Linked DNA regions of Mus musculus: region 2 is linked to region 1. Evidence: chromatin contacts called from public HiChIP or PLAC-seq data. All regions are on one chromosome and are shown on one strand. Each heading gives the region's core, a stretch centred on a gene start, on an enhancer-like site or on the middle of the called end of the contact. The rest is flanking DNA. Distances are from core to core; before and after follow the strand shown.

Region 1 (4,929 bases), core at 2,098-4,597:
CAGGACAGAGCCCTCCATCCCTACCTCACCGCTCTGACCACAGCATTGAACCTACCTTTTAAAATTAAGGCTCAGACTGACTGTGCATACCACCACCCACGACCCCACCACAGCTCCTGATCAGCGTCCAGCTGAAGCAGGTCTAAGGAGGTCACTAAAGGATCGGAACTTTCTTCCTGCTTTCCAATGTGAGAAGCCCGGAGCCAGGGGCTAACATAAAGATGAGTCTAGAACAGAACAAGAGTACAGCTTGGAGGTAAGGGGGCCTGTGTAGCCTGCATGAAATCTTGGATTTAATCCCCAACACCAAGAGAAGTTTGGAAGAAAATCCTGCTCAGCCACCATGGAGCCAACCAAACTGCCCTACAGAGAGAATTGTCATCCACAAATAGAGGCGCCACCAGAGACCCGTGCTCAAGGTCACTCGAGGACGTCTTCCCGGGGTGGAACAGTACAATTCCTATCAGTGACATGGGTTTTCATCAACAGTTGCCCACCTGCCTACGTAATGGGTGGCCATGATGTATAGAACCTCCGTGGTCTTTATCCGTACCAGGTTATCATCATCCTGCAGCAGGGTCTTCAGGCTCTCCAGGCAGCCTGTGGGGACAGGAAGACTTTTCAATGTCTGCCAGTCCAAAAGACAATCAGATAGAAGTCAACCCATGACCCCATGTTAGGTAACAGGAGAGGACCAAAGGTCTGTACTTTGGCTTTGCAGAAACCAAGTCAGCAGCACAGCATTTGTTAGTATAAGGAGCTCACACCCAGAGTCAATCCTATTTAAGCATCCTCATAATTCTTCCATCCCCACCCCTGGGTATGTATTATGTATTTTTGAGACAGTGTCTTACTATATAGTTCTGGCCATCCTGGAACTCACTATGTAGACCAGGCTGCTGGCCTCAAACTCATTGAAATCCACCTCCCTCTGCCTCCCGGGTATTGGGAATAAAGGCATGTGCCACTATACCCAGCCTTGTGTGTCCCTCAGCCCCGCCCTCCCACCTCCAGAGCTGAGGACCAAACCAACCTAGGACCTTTTGCTTGGTAGGCAAGTGCTCTACCACTGAGATAAATCCCCAATAAAATAGGAAAAGTCATATTTTCCTATTAGTTCCTCCTCTTGTAGTCAGTCAACCCTGGGGCTAAAAGAAAAAAAAATTGCCCTTGACATTTCTTTGATCTCAGGGGAGACATGAGGTCAGATTGGAAACCTGCCACATGCATGCAGAGGGTGCTGAGGTCAATTCTCAGCGCCCACATCGGGCAACTCACAACTACCTATGACTTCAGTTCTGGGGACCAGGTGCCCTCCTCGGATTCACAAGCACTTACCAACCTACAGACACATCCACATAATGAAAAAAAAAAGAAAGATACATTTCACAAACTAGTCACTGTGCCTTTGGATTGGCTAGATCTAGGGATGACAGATTTAGCATATAAAGATCCAGCTTAAATTTTTAAGGATTTACTTATATTATTTAAAATTATATCTAGGTGTGTGTGTGCAAGTGCACATGGAGGACAGAAGCCTCCGTTCTCTGGAGCTGGCGTTGCAGACGGTGTGTGCTCTCTGATGTCGGGTCTGGGATCTGAACTCAGGTCCTCTGGAAAAACAGCAGGTACTGTTGAGCACTGAGCCATCTCTCCAGCCCATCCTATTTAACGTATTGATTAAGCAACCTTAGATTCACACCCCTCCTGAACACTGAGTTTCAGACCTGTAAATTGAAAATGTGTCTTCTCTTGGGGGTAGCGCTGCACTTGGGGGCACGGCTGGCCTGAAATCCAGCTTAATAAGTAGCAGCTCTTACTCCTGATGCCATCTGATGTCTGAACTACATCAGCCCCTCCCTCCCCCCCCGCCCCCAGCCATGGTTACCGGGTGTGGGATGCTCTCACCTATGTTGATGGCCTCGTAGACATACTCAGGATCGTGCATGAGGTCACACAGAGCCACTAGGGCTTTCTGCCTTGTCAGGAGATCCCTTGACTGTAGCTCCTCATTAAGCTTGCTCAAGGCCCGGCAGCCATAAGCAATGGCGGCTTTTGTGGGGTCGATGTCAGGAGGCATATACATGGAGATGCGGGCATGAGCCATCTTTTCACACCTGCCAAAGGGCTTTGAAAATGAACCTCTGTAGAAACTGCTAATAAAAGAACAACAACAACAAACACACACAGAAGAAAAACTGTCATTATTACTATTATCAGGTAGAAGCTTATCCATCTCAGCCTCAAAACTGTCTGTGAAGACAAACAGGGTGGATACTTTCATCTGGATTTACTGATGAGCAAACAGGGGCTGACCAGATTTCTCAAGGTCACGGCACGGGTGTGGCCCAATGACAGAAGAAAATGCTTGGGATACTTGGTAGATTGGTTCCTTAGTCACAGTACCAAAGACGAGGGGGGGTTGCGGGGGGGGGGGGGATAGGCCAGCCAAGTAAAAACCAACATGTGTTCTCCTTTGATGCTCCTGCTTAGCTGGTGACAGCAATAATTTGTGACTGCCAGTTAGATAGATACTAAACTGCTTAAAAAGAGCTGTCCATGTAAGGAAATAGATTTTTGGCTAGGGAGTTGGTAAAGCTAGAAACTATCAAATAGATGCCCTGTTCCTTCCTGTTGGGGACATGCTTAGAACACTTTTGCAAGAAGGGTTAAAGAAGGATTTCTTGTCCCCCACACATACACTCTTTGAACAACCATAGGCAATGTGGCTTCAGGGTTAAGACTGGGATATAGTCCAGGTCCACGGGCTATCCTTGACAAGTCACTCCCTCTTCTATATGCATCATCTCTGCAGCTGAAGAGTTAGGTATTTCCTTTCTGCCCTTCCAGCACAGCCATATAACTGATACCCATGAGCCTGGCTGGACAGAACTTAGAATATATTGATTGTGGTTATTATCCTGATCACTATTGCAGAACCTGGCAGGACTCAAACTCTGAAGTTAAAAAACAACAACAACAACAACAACAACAACAAAAAAAAAAAAACCAACAAAAAAAAAAAAAAAAGAAAACAAAACAAAAAACCAAGGCAGGCCACCAGCCAAGACAAGGAGGAAAAGCCCCAGACTGGGAAGGTAACAGCCATCTCTAAAATGGGGTTCACTCCAGGGGATCTTAGTCTCTGGGACATGGGCTGCCCTCCTATAAATGGCACACACTACAGGAATCCTGCTACCAGCAGGAAAGGCGAGACCCAGGCTGTGAGGGCACCAGCCCCGTGTGAATGGAACTGGGTGGGTCAGGAAGCCCCCTATGCCCTGTGCCAGGCACCCACCTCACAGCTGCCTCACTTGCCTCAGTGCGTGAAGTCTCCTGGTGTCTGCCAGCCAGAGCGCTTGGCCCATTACCAGGCGACCTGGTTGCTAGGAGACTGCCAGCGTCTGCAGCTTCTCGGTCAATACTCTGGGGAGCCAAGGCGCAGGCGCAAAAAGACTAAGGCTAAGCCCAGTGAAGAAGGGAAAAACAACATAATTTTACAATGTTACTATGAAGAACAAAGACAAGTCTCCTTAGTGGTACAGATTTCCTGTGACCTTTGCATGCTTTGGGCCATCCGGGTGAAGGAGTAACTTTATACAGTTCAAGGCTAAGAATCTCAAGGAAATTCAGTTGCTCTCTCCGAGTCACGTAGACCTGACCCCAGAACTGCCCGGTCAGGGCCCATATTTCTGCAAGCTGATCCACCCAGTACATACTGGCTGAAGTGGTTTTCTAGGCCCCCAACACCACCTGCCTAACATCTCCTTTGGCTCCCCAAAGACTGTCTCCTCACCGAGTCTGGGTGGTGGTGCATGCCTTTATTACCGGCTACATGGGAGGTAGACACAGACAATATAGCAAGACCCCATTACACTCTCCATACACATAGGAGGGCCCCACCTAACCCCCCTCCCATATACATACAACATACCAAAACCCTGCCTAGTGTACTACACATGATATAGCAAGCCCTGACTAACTTCCCTAACATATACACATACGCCATATGGAGACTTTACATAAACCTGCATGTGCGCACATGCGTGCACGCGCACACACACACACCCTAAGACCTTGCACAAACTCAAACACACACAGAATGTAACAAGACATCTGTCTGACATCCCCCATAGACACAACTCAGTAAGAGCCGCCTAACCCCCTTAACATAGCAAGACCTTGCCTGTGTCTGTTTCATTTACTGCCTCTCTGTACCAAGCATATGCCAAGAAGCGTTTGATAAATGCAAAATGAATGACTTATGGGCTTGAGTTAAGAGTTACAATTTAAAAGCATTTTTTCTGCAATTCACACATTACCAAATGTATTAGTTACTCTTTCCTCGACGTGAGAGAATGCCTGGGAGAAGCAACTTACGTGAGAAAAGCTTTTAGTTTGGCTTGGAATTTCAGGAGGTCTGACCCACCGGTGCTTGGCAGACTATGGCAGTGGGAAAATATGAACTATGAACCAGGGATGGAGAGGAGAGGAGAGGAGAGGAGAGGAGAGGAGAGAGGATAGCTATTTCTAAGGACTTCCCCTCAGTGACTTGGCCCCTCCCACAGTCTGACGCTTCCACCATCGGGGGAGCAAGTATTCAAAGCATTGTAGTTTCCCTTGTTCTTAGTCGGGTCAAAGGTCACTAGGAGAGAGGTCACCCATTGGGCACATGAGACAGTTTTTTTGTTAGTATGACGAAAAACCAGACAAAAGGCAAATTGAGGGGAGAAGGATTTATTTCAGCTCACATATTGAGGGTATGGTCCATCATGGCAGCAAGGCAGGACAGCAGAAGTGACTCTGAGATCTGACACTTCACCTTCTGGTAACCCGATGGAACTAGGCGCAGGTAAAGGCGAACGCTGGGGCCCAACTGGTGCTCAACTTATATTCAGGGTAAGTACTTCTCAGTTAAAGCTCTCTGGA
Region 2 (4,902 bases), core at 953-3,452, 470 kb after region 1:
TTGTGAGCCACCATGTGGTTGCTGGGAATTGAACTCAGGACCTCTGGAAGAGCAGTCGGTGCTCTTAACCACTGAGCCGTCTCTCCCGCCCTTTATACCTTTGATGCCTACTTTAATGGAATTTGATCCACATGCCTAAAATGCTGTCATCCACTGTTTCATGATATAATGAGCATTTCCCTTTATCATAAAAAGTTGGTTGCAAAGCTATTTCTACAACTTGTGCATCTCACAGGTGGCTAGTGTAGTCCCTTATTGGATCATTCTCCTATTTCAAAAGTACTCACTATTCACACTTTTGTAGTATTGTAACCAAAAATGCAAGTGCATACATTTTAAAGGCTAAACCTGCCGTGTTTCTGTTCTTTCCTTCAGAGACTATCTTCAGGCTAGATTTCAGGAAAGGAAATCCACTCTATTAAAAAGCATGAACATTCCGGCACCCTGAAGAGCTAGGTTTATGGGACTTATTTGCAAGATAATCTTTTAAAGAACCGAGGTTGTTAGATTCTGTGTGAATGGCTAAATACATGCCTGTGAAACCAGGATCCCCAAGCATGGATAGAAGACCAGGTCTGATATCTCTCTCCCAATCTAGACTGCCAACATCACAGGATCCCGGGATTTCCAGTAAACCGTTCTACGTTGAGAAAGTCAAACACATTTTTCGGTTGATTTTTTGAGGAAGCCACTCTAGTATTCAACAGTGCCAGATGCTTACAGGTGGTAGGAAGTGTGGGTACCGTGGTTGTTAGCCACTGTTGGGTGACTTCTGTGACAACAGAGGTCACTGCTGGCAGACTACAAATGGCTCAGAAAGCCAAAGTTAGATGGCGAATCTGTTCAGTAGCCCTTGTGGCTCCACCAGAGCTGGCTGATCAAATTGGAATCCAATAATATGGAAAAGTGTCAATAGTGGTCAGAGACCGTGACTACACCCTCTTTGCTTTGTAATCTCCATCATCACCAAAAGAAGAGGGCCAGTCCTCCCATGGATTCTGCATATGGGAAGGATCATATATCTCAGGTGGACATTCTACTTGGTGCTTTTATATCCTCTATCCCACAAAACAGAACCCTTTGAGTGGGAGCCAAGAGTAACTGACTACATTGGAGAAGTTTTGGGCTGTGCTTTGTACAAGGTGAACTCTCTGCTTGTTTGAGAACTGGCTAATCACAAGCCTGGCCTACTGTGGCCATCTCTGATTGGCGGCTGTCATCCCTGGTACGTTCAGCTCACAAAACGGATGTATTGCCATGTTCAACACAGTGATAAATAGGATCTGGGTCATGCTGACTGGGTCAACAGCCTCATTCCAATTGGTTCAAAGGAAAATGGGTTCTTAGAATGGGCATTCTGTATTTATCCATCACAGCCACAGATTGCCCAATTCACAGACCCAAACAGAAGTGTCTGTAAATGCCAGTTGGGAGTGCTGGAGAGACGGCTCTGTGGTTAAGAACACTGGCTGCACTTCCAGAGGACCAGAGTTCGATTCCCTGCAACCACATGGCTGTTCACAACCATCTCTAACTCCAGTTTCAGGAAACATGACATTTCTATTCACCAGTCAGCAAGCACACAAATGGGGCACAGACATACACGGTAGACAAAACACCCATACATATAAAAAAAACTTTTTAAAAATTTTAAAGATAAAATAAAAATAAATTTAAATACCAGTTGAGGTTTTTTCTAAGTGGCAGACCTAACTGGGCCACTGGCAACAGCCTGAGACTCAGGGGAAGAGGAAGTCAATGAGGTCGAATACTATGTCCAGATTATCGGCAGATTCTGCCAGAGGGCAGTGACTCACCCACTTTCTGTTTGGTGTGGCAGCCTCTAAGTAAACAACCACAGCTGGTGGACACCAGCACAGTTTCAGCTTAGTCAAGCTATCTGTAAAGCAGCAGAAACTATGTTAAGGCCTCCTTGGAGCCTATGCCTTTAAGTATGGCTGTGTTCTCCCCAAAAAGGCTAGCTGCCCTTTTTTTTTTTTTCCATGTAAAGCTTAGATACCACCCGGCCCCAAATAGCTATGTGTGAATGGCCCACTTCCATTTTACTACCGAGGCTTTCAAGAATCCTTTTTAAGGCTGGCCTTTGAACTCACAACCCTCTTGCCTCAGCCTCAGTACTGAGACTACCAGCATGTGCCACCATAACCAGCTATGGACTTCATTTTAATTATTAACCAGGGCTGGAGAGTTGGCTCAGGAGTTAAGGGCATAAGTTGCTCTTCCAGAGGATTCAAGGCCAGCTCCCAGAACCCTTATGGTGGCTCACAACCATCTGGAACTCCTGTTCTAGAAAGTCTGAGGAGCCAGGCAAGGGTGGCGCACACCTTTAATCCCAGCACTCGGGAGGCAGAGGCAGGCAGATCTCTGAGTTCGAGGCCAGCCTGGTCTACAGAGTGAGTTCCAGGACAGCCAGGGCTACACAGAGAAACCCTGTCTTAAAGAAAGAAGGAAAAAAAAAAAAGAAGAAGAAGAAGAAAAAACAAAGTGTGATGCCCTCTTCTGCCTCTTTTTGAGTATGGCACGAATCCGATGTAGACATACGTGCCAGCAGAATCCTATACATAAAATAAAAATCTTTTTAAGAGGTATACAGCCAGCTTTGACAGATGACTAGCTGGTCACTGTGTCACAGACACAGTGAGTCCCACATGTTCTGAGGCACCTCTAGCTTCCCTCTGTCCGATGTCCCAATCAGCAAAATTAGCAACTACAGAGCCTTAACAGCTTTTTTAACAAGTGTTGGAAGCCGGGCGTGGTGGTACACGCCTTTAATCCCAGCACTAGGGAGGCAGAGGCAGGCAGATTTCTGAGTTCGAGGCCAGCCTGGTCTACAAAGTGAGTTCCAGGAAAGCCAGGGCTATACAGAGAAACCCTGTCTCAAAAAAACCAAAAAAAAAAAAAAAAAAAAAAAAAAAAAAAAAAAAAAAGTGTTGGGATTGCCAGACCCTCAGGGAGAGTGACTCGCAGTTTGCTAGACACTTTCAGTACAGGACAATGTTGTCTGAACATTGCTCAAAAGGTGCTAACTATAAAGAAGGCTGTATAAAGGATCCAACAGGACAATGAGGTGTGGTAGTCTAAGAAGGTTCCAGGTCTCTCTTTTTTTTTTTTTTCTTTTGCTGATGGGGTAGAATGGCTGGGGTGGGGTGGGTAGGTGGATGGATAGCTTGCCTATAACTTCTGTAAGGAAATGGATTGATGAATCTCTCACTCAGCCTGGAAAAACTGAATTTTGTCTGAGGGTATCTATCAGTCACCTCCTCTGAAGGTGTCAGAGTGTTATGTCAAAAGCCCAGGAGACCTGTTATCTGGCTGCAGGCTGGGGCAAAGGAAAACAGAAAGGTTCATGTCCCCCACTGTACCCCCTGGCTTTTTTCTTATAGACACACTATCTCCCTCAACTCAGCCAAGTGTCCCATCTTCTTCAAGAGCCGGTCTGAGTTCTGAAATGTGTAGGTGCTGTCTATCCTAGCCTTGTCCAGCATCAAGGCCTGGTTGAGGCCTCAAAGGCAGAAAATGAAATTCCAGTCCCAGCTAAAACTAGATACAGCATTCCAAGGACCTGGGTCCAAGCAGTCAAGCCAACAATTTGGGGAGACAGGAACTCTGCAGGCTAATAGGGCTTTCATGACGACAAGACAAAGGGTGCTACCACTGTACGGTGAGAATATTTATTGAGAATGGCTCATTACAAACAAAATATATTTGTGTATAAAATCCTCTGCTATGCAAAAGATCCCTTTCATCCTCCGGTGGCTAGAGTGATCAGAACCATCTAGAGTTTCCATGTGGCCTCAGAGCCTACACTGGGATGCACAGGAGCTGAGAAGTCTGAGTGTCACATGCTATGGTCAGTATCTGATGACAAGGCTTCCTCTAGCCCAATTCATGGCTCATGCAGTATAACACAGTGTGCCTCGTGCCCCGCCTCTGGCGGGTGATCTCGAAAGCAGCAGCTTTCTTGTTATTCTTCCAGACAAGTGGACCTGATAACTTATGACTTGCCCTGAGAAGCCATCATCTGGGTCCAGGGACTGAGCATGTTTTAAATGTCCTAGAGGATGAAGATGACTACCTTCTGTGGAGGCCACTTCCCACGAGCACTCCCGGGGATGTGTGCCACACCTCATCCCATCCACTCGCTATGAAGGCTTTACTTCTTCCTATCACTTAGTCTCACAGTTACACCAGAGGAGGACACCCATACCCATAGCTGCTATGTGTACTCCTGAGCTTAGATCCAGAGTTCCTTGGGGCCCTGACCACCCAGCGTTAAGGCAATGGAAATGAGACCAGACTGAAACCAATACTACTCTCTGAAACCCAGAGTAGAGGCCTAGCCGACAGCACCTCCTTCAGCTCAAGGCTTCGTCTAACATTGATGAGTAATATGGGTGACTGGACTTGACTGCCCTTGTAAACACAGACCACCTCTGTCCCCCAGACGACCATGAGGGGGCAGCTAGTGGTAGGGGAAGCAGCTACTGCCACATCATGCCTTGAGTACTAAAAGTCCGAGGCCCCTGGAGGACAGTGATGGTGAGAGGCCATTGGGGTACCCTTTGTTCTTCACCACGGAGAGCCCATGAGGAGTGGGCTCCCTGGTCTCTTTAGAAATGACCCATTCGCTTGTCTTTGGTGCAGCTTCAGCATGCAGACTGCTGGCCAGGCCAGAACAGCCATCTTGTTAAGAAAGAACTCGGACTGGCCTATGTGCCCCGTGTAAAGAAGGGTTAGTGGTTTCAAAGTACCTGTATCTATTCTGGTCTGACTCCCCACACATTGGAAACTGAAGTCTCGATCCCAAGAGCAAAACAACACACATTAACTAGCTCTAGTTGATGCTACCTGCTGTGCTGTGTGACTCGGGGACACTGCCTT

Evidence for each region. HiChIP or PLAC-seq counts read pairs in DNA pulled down with a chosen protein or histone mark.
Region 2: a FOXA1 HiChIP or PLAC-seq map of pancreatic cancer cells shows a contact between it and region 1. The contact joins the enhancer-like site here to the promoter of Rsph14 in region 1. A contact is called at or near these places in 4 of 39 promoter capture datasets (the C10 cell line, cranial neural crest and pre-B cells), 3 of 115 datasets of contacts at active chromatin or transcription factors (extraembryonic endoderm stem cells, large pre-B cells and pancreatic cancer cells) and 3 of 9 other capture datasets (adipose tissue, embryonic stem cells and liver).

Annotation. Positions count from the first base shown.
Region 1 is chr10:75,029,206-75,034,134 of GRCm38.p6, forward strand. It overlaps Rsph14 (radial spoke head homolog 14 (Chlamydomonas)), which reads right to left and starts at 3,348. Exons shown (of 7, transcript NM_001163535.1): 1 at 3,299-3,348; 2 at 1,909-2,153; 3 at 498-600. The coding sequence starts at 2,107. Gm40692 (a long non-coding RNA gene) reads left to right here. Exons shown (of 4, transcript XR_003948909.1): 3 at 1,504-1,628.
Region 2 is chr10:75,503,144-75,508,045 of GRCm38.p6, forward strand. It overlaps Gucd1 (guanylyl cyclase domain containing 1), which reads right to left. Exons shown (of 6, transcript NM_175133.2): 6 at 3,671-4,902. Among named protein-coding and RNA genes, the nearest start is that of Gucd1, 12 kb to the right of the region's middle. Within about 2 kb of position 2,203, at least 102 of the 459 cell types and tissues checked have an H3K27ac peak or open chromatin away from gene starts, as enhancers often do. A contact at or near this core is called in adipose tissue, liver and pancreatic cancer cells, where this site is marked.